2 separate regions of the Mus musculus genome follow, and region 1 is linked to region 2. A link is a contact called in public Micro-C data. All regions are on one chromosome and are shown on one strand. Each heading gives the region's core, a stretch centred on a gene start, on an enhancer-like site or on the middle of the called end of the contact. The rest is flanking DNA. Distances are from core to core; before and after follow the strand shown.

What was found. A called contact is a pair of places that touch in the nucleus more often than the background predicts.
Region 1: a Micro-C map of muscle stem cells shows a contact between it and region 2, with 2.0 times the contacts expected there. The contact joins the promoter of Arhgap20os here to the enhancer-like site in region 2. A contact is called at or near these places in 4 of 39 promoter capture datasets (cranial neural crest, embryonic stem cells, maxillary cranial neural crest and 1 more), 3 of 484 Hi-C or Micro-C datasets (muscle stem cells, myocytes and nephron progenitors) and 1 of 9 other capture datasets (pancreatic islet).

What each region holds. Positions count from the first base shown.
Region 1 is chr9:51,874,280-51,877,459 of GRCm38.p6, reverse strand. It overlaps Arhgap20os (Rho GTPase activating protein 20, opposite strand), which reads left to right and starts at 1,575. Exons shown (of 4, transcript NR_033560.1): 1 at 1,575-1,757.
Region 2 is chr9:51,811,823-51,814,703 of GRCm38.p6, reverse strand. The region is part of intron 2 of Arhgap20 (Rho GTPase activating protein 20); the gene reads right to left. Among named protein-coding and RNA genes, the nearest start is that of Gm40520, 48 kb to the right of the region's middle. Within about 2 kb of position 1,568, at least 3 of the 459 cell types and tissues checked have an H3K27ac peak or open chromatin away from gene starts, as enhancers often do. A contact at or near this core is called in muscle stem cells, where this site is marked.

The DNA of each region.
Region 1 (3,180 bases), core at 326-2,825, 63 kb before region 2:
ATCTGTTTTCACAGATCTTGCTCCTTTCTAAGTCTTAATTTAAGCCACTGACAACGGCAGGCAAAAAAAAAATCATAACCCTTCAACTCAAAGTGACGTTTTAATTATGAAATATTTCAAAGGTGTAGAGAATGCCTCATCACACTCCGGTGTCTCAACCCAGAGTAAACAGCTCTTACCCCCCACACTTAGGAGGGAGAAACGGCAGGAACGGGAGTTCAAAGACCGCCTCTGCTACTGAGGAATTGTCAAAGCCAGCCATAAGACACTGTTTCAAAAAAAATCAAAACCAAACCAAACAAACAAAAAAACCAGGAAACAAAACAAACAAACCAATAATAATAAAACCCCAAACACTGAGAAGTCCCATTTTTAAGTCTGTATCTTAAAAGTATTTCACATGACACATGTATCAAATACTAGAATATATATGTATATGTGTATATGTATATATACATATGTGTATTATATACATGTATAATATGTATTTTATATATGTGTAAATATATACACATATTCAATATATATATATATTGAAATAACAGGGCACTAGAAAAGACCAAAATATCCACTCATGTAGTGTTTTCCTAAAAAGAGATTTCCAAAATAAGTTAATTAAATGGATACATTTGTTGTCACGGTATGTGAATTTTAGAAACTGTAACTTTGTGTGGGTAGAAGGTTAAGCATACAGAAGAGGGCACATTAGTTTCAGGTAGAGATGGAGTGACAGGGTTTTCTGCTGGGTCTCTAGCGATGTTGTGGAGCTAGTTTTAAGTGAACACCTTCCTATATCTTTAGGGTTATAAAAGCAATACTGATGATCTGTGTTTAGGGTCACTGACCTGGGTCAGATCCACCACCCATATGTGTGTTAGCTGCCTGTCAGCTTTGCCATCTGTGAAATGGGAACCATAATTTCGACTATCTTATAAACTTTCTATGAATATAGATTATGTTAGAAAAACATATTTTGCATGTTAACCATCAGCTCCTGTCCTTCTTCTGAGGCTCAGGCTGTATACACGGACAAGGGCAGGAAGAGATGGTGATGGAATGGAGGGCAGAGAGGAACCTGAGGCAGAGCTCTGTTCCCCACCAGTGCTCCAAGCACTGTGGGAGAGAGGTGCCCTGTGATGGAGGAAGCACTCAGCAACAGCTGGCAGGGAGTAAATCAGCTGAGCATCTTCATGGAAAAACAACCAATGCTGCACGTGGATGGCAACTAGACCACAAGAAGAAAAATGCAAAGAGAACACAAACACCTCCTCACAGCCAAGCTTGTTTTGCCCCCTGCCTCTCACCTGCCCCTGGTCTGCCTTCTGATGTTGCCTCTTAGCCCTTTCTAATTTTCTCAGGTGCTGGATGGTGAGCACTTCATTTGGAATACGCACTTTCAGAAATGCTATGGCTTAAACAAGGGCGTGTCTGCCCAAACACAGGTGCTAAACTTTAATGGCGAACCGGTACTTTCAACAGGTGAGGCCCTTCTGAGAAGATTGGACAACAAGGGCTCCCTTCACCGTGACTGGAGTTAGAGCCCTTATAAAAGAGCTGAAGGGCTCGCCTCCTTTCTCTTGAGTTTGTGCGGTTTGAGCATGCGGCAAGGACGCTCCCCCGTGCCCGTGCCCGTGCCCGTGCCCGTGCCCGTGCCCCACTTGGATTTCTAGACTCTGCTGCTGTAAATCACCATACAGTCTACTCAGCTGTCGCAGCGTACACGGAGCAGGTACAAGTCGTGGCGACTTGCTGTCGCTGTAAGTCCACAGATAAATATCCTGTAATGGCATGATTGCAGGCTTTCAGAAAGGTCATGCTTTGCTCCGGGGGAAGAGCGGCGGCTGTTCCAGGTGACTCACCGCCACCCTTATCCTGAACTCACTTATTCTTGCCTTTCCTGGTTCTTATCCTTCCTTATTCCAGCAGCTTCATTTTAAGTTTCTTATAGGATTTATTTTTTCCCCCTCATTCCTCTGCTGGAAAACGAGTAGTAGCACTCTTCTGTCCTTAGATTAAAAAAAGCATTTAAGAAACTGCCCTAATCCCACCCTAATCCAGCTTTCTAGTCTTTCCAATTTACCTTTTCTGAGGCTCGGCCTCAGCAGATCCCAGCATTGCTGTGCTCACCCCCACATCCCCGTCTTCTCTCCCCACGCCCCCCCCCATTTCAACACACTGCCCTCTCCACCCTCCCGAGTCCCATGTGTCTAATTTCCCCCTCCTTAGTGGTTTACCTCAAATGTCATTTACTTTCTAAAACCTTCCTCGATCTCCATTCCTTTCTCCCCAAGCTGAACACGAGCAATTAATTTATAAACTTCGTGGGCGCGAGGGAACCAAGAAGGAATACTACACTGTCCCTCTGCTCTGTCAGCACCTGTCCAGTCAGGAAGGCAAGACATAAACCAGAAACCTTAACGTCGGGGCGAGGGAGAACAGGGCCACATGGAGACTCTTTAGAACCCCTGGCTTCTCTGGACTCTAGCTTCTCTCTTCCTCACCCAACCCCCACTCGTGTTCAGTACTGTGGCAGTACGTTTTCTCTGAGTCTACTCTCCTGATCAAGCCGCGTCCCGCGTGGCTACATGCAAGCCGCATCTACGCCTTCCGGATAACCGGAGCCCTTTTGCAACCCGCTCCTGCGCACCTTTCTGATTCTCTCCACTTTTATTACCTCTTCCTCCTCTGCCTCACAATAACTCCCTAACAAGGTCAAACATTTCCCTTCTTAAGCCTTGAACCCACTTCTTCCCTTATGTCAAGTCCTTTCTTGTCATCTGGGTATGCGTTTAGAGAACGCCAGCTGGAGGGATGCTTGCTTGGCCCACTAGCCTAATCCACTGCCTGGCTCACACCCTTAAACCTCCTCCTCCTGTGTTTTCCCATCTGGTTTTGGATCATTGATGTGAGACTCCTGGGGCAGAGGCCCTGCTTTGTGGGTCACAGCTGTAACTCCAGCGCAGCTGCGGCAGGGCACAGGGAAGTGCTTGGGGGAATGTTTGTTTATGATTGAATGATGTGATAGCATGGGGGAGAGTGGTGGATCCCAAGTGCAGGGAAGCACAAACTGCTTAACTGGCTCTCTCAGGTTTTTGGTTGCAGGCACCTTATCTGTTTTGCTTAGAGCTGTGTTTTAGTGTGTGGGTTCTCAAGACCCAACGAAAGCATGAATGTCAAGTC
Region 2 (2,881 bases), core at 319-2,818:
TTAAGACCTAGTTGTTACTAAAACCAGGTAACTTCCCTGAATCCTGGGATAGTATTATTCCCTAATACGTTCTGGTTGGGCTTACACTAAAGCTCAAGTTGAGTTTTAGATAAAGCTTGAGAGCAATAGTTGCTTCTTAGGAAATCACAGGGCAGTGGTTGGGGAGATGACTCAGTAGGGAAGGGGGTTGGGGTGCAAATGTGAGCATCTGAGTTTGAATCCCCAGAACCCAAGGAAAGCTGGGTGTGGTCGAGCAATCTGTGTTACCAGGACTGACACAGTGAGATGGGAGCGGAGGCTGGGGGCCCCAGATATTGGCTGGCCCAATAGCCTGTGTGTGCACTGCTGAGACTAGCAATAAAGACCCTGGCTCAGGGTAGAGAGGACTGACATCTGGGGCTGTCCTCTGACTGCCACTGATACCATGCTGTTATCATCTGTTCACTGCTGACCCCACACCCCCAACACAAAGCATTACAAAGTAAAATAGACAAAACTGCTCAACTCTTCTTGGGAAACACCTATGTTCATAAGTGATAATCAATATGCTAAGTAGGATCCATACAACCTCAAGTCCTGGTACATTACCTAGTACACAACTACAATAATTATCGAAAACAATGTAGTTCCTCAAAATATCCCCTAACTCACAACCCATTCCAAATGTCCTATCTTCTATGACAGCATTCTCTTAAACGAGTCTTTGCCTGTCATCTCTTGTATGATGTACACTCAGTACTCTGCTTCCTTACTATTCTCATTTAACACTGTGAATAGCTTGCAATACATATAATAGTGTTACATTTTGCTTTGCTGACGGGTTCATTCGTGAAAGACAGATATGATTGCTTCCCTGACCTCAAAAAGTCAGCTATCCAATAGAGGAATCGGACAAAGAAAACGATGAGAAACCAGTGACACATCAGACATGCAGGGTACTGAGGCCCAGCAAAGCTATGAGCCTGGGTGGGTTAGGACAGTTTCTTGTAGGAAGCAAAGTCTTAAAGGATGGGCAGACAGATCAATAAACACAGAAGGGCACTCTTAAGTAAAGGAAGTGTGTTCTAGGAAGAGCGACGTTCGGGAGGGATTGGATTACAGGCCTGGTGAAGGATATTTCCCTGTGTTATAAGAATCTCACTTAGACTTTACCCCAAAGCACAGGAGGCTTTTAGGCAGGATGCCGTGTTTGTAACATATTGAAGGGAACAGGGAAGGGTAACTTAGGGAGAGGAAAACCACTAGGAAGCTGCCACAGTAAACTTAGGCAAGAATGGGGGACATTCAACTGTGAGGAAGAAAAGAACAAAGGAAAACACATTTTAAAATTATTAAAATCTGCACTACTAAAACTGTAATTAGCTGTGGTACTAAAATGAAAATAAAATGGACAAGAATGTAAGCCTTACTGTCCAGTCTTTACTCGACTTTTCTTTTATTCTTGCATGCCTTGCTGGGCACTGAACTTAGGGCCTTGTGCATTCTAGGCAAGTGCTCTACTACTGACTCATGTCCCCTGCCACCTGTTTTCTCTTTATTTTAAGGCAGTCTCACCAAACTCCCCACAATGGCCTTGAATTTATTCTGTCATCCAGACAGGCCTTGGGTGTGCCATGACTCACAATCATATTTTGTTGGGCCCACACAGAGACAGTAACAATCTTGCACACACAGTTTGCCACTTTCCTTCTATGTCTACTGTACTTCTGCCCCCCCCCCAAAGTACTTAAACCAGTGATTTTTGCTTAACCATTGCTGTTTTTAAAGGCTCATCTAATTTTGAATTCTGTCAAAAATTATATCAAATACCATAGATTTTTTCATATTTGTCTGTATGTGTACATGTGTGTGGAAGTCAAACTCAGTGTTTCTTAGGAGATGTCCACTTGTGTTTGTTTTGTTTGCTTTGTTGCTGTTGTCGAGACAAGGGTCTCACACTGGGAAGTGGGCTTCACCATGACCTGGAGCCCACCCATCAATCAGCCTGTCTTGACCAGCAAGCTCTAGAATCCTCCTATGTATACATCTCCAGTGCTGGGATCCAAGCATTACAACATCATGCCCAGTCTTTTACCGTGGTGCTGAGGACCAGACTAAGGTCCTCACTGCTGTGTGTCGAGCTCTTTACTGACTTAGATTGCATTAAACATGTAAAATTCATTAGCACAATATGCATAATGAGCAACCATTATCACTATCTAGTTATTGAAGACTTATATCACTCATAAAGGAAAGCTCCTCATCAGGCCTGCCCCCAGCCCCCATGGATCTGCCTACTTTGCATACATCATACTGGTCTGTATGTGTTCTCGTCCGTCTCCCTGCTTTGGGCTAGTATAAATTTCAAGGTTCGTTCTGTAGCTTGACTCAATGCTTTTTATTGCTACTACATGTTACACTGTATGGATATACTTCTGAAGGCATTAGCTGAGGGGTACTTTGGGTGTTTGAACCTTGTGGCTACTGTGACCGATGCTGCCACGGAAATGTCTGTTCTCAGTGCTGAGTATACTGAAGGCTAGAAGCGCTGGATTACATGGCAATTCCATATATAACGTGCTGAAGAACCACCAGACTTCACCATAGTCGCCTTCTCATTCTATACCCCACCAGTGATGGATAATGTTTTAAGGGTATTCTAACACACACACACACACACACACACACACACACACACACACACACACAGAGAGAGAGAGAGAGAGAGAGGGGGGGGGCCCATAACTGCTTCTATAGTTTGTAAGAGATGTCTTAACTGAACTCTACTTTCTTGCTGACTCCATTTTTCGACTCACATTTAATATTTCCATCAAACTGAAGCTTCTAAATGCACGGTGCCAATGATCTTAGAATGTAAGCCGTCTAACAAGTAAGCTCACCT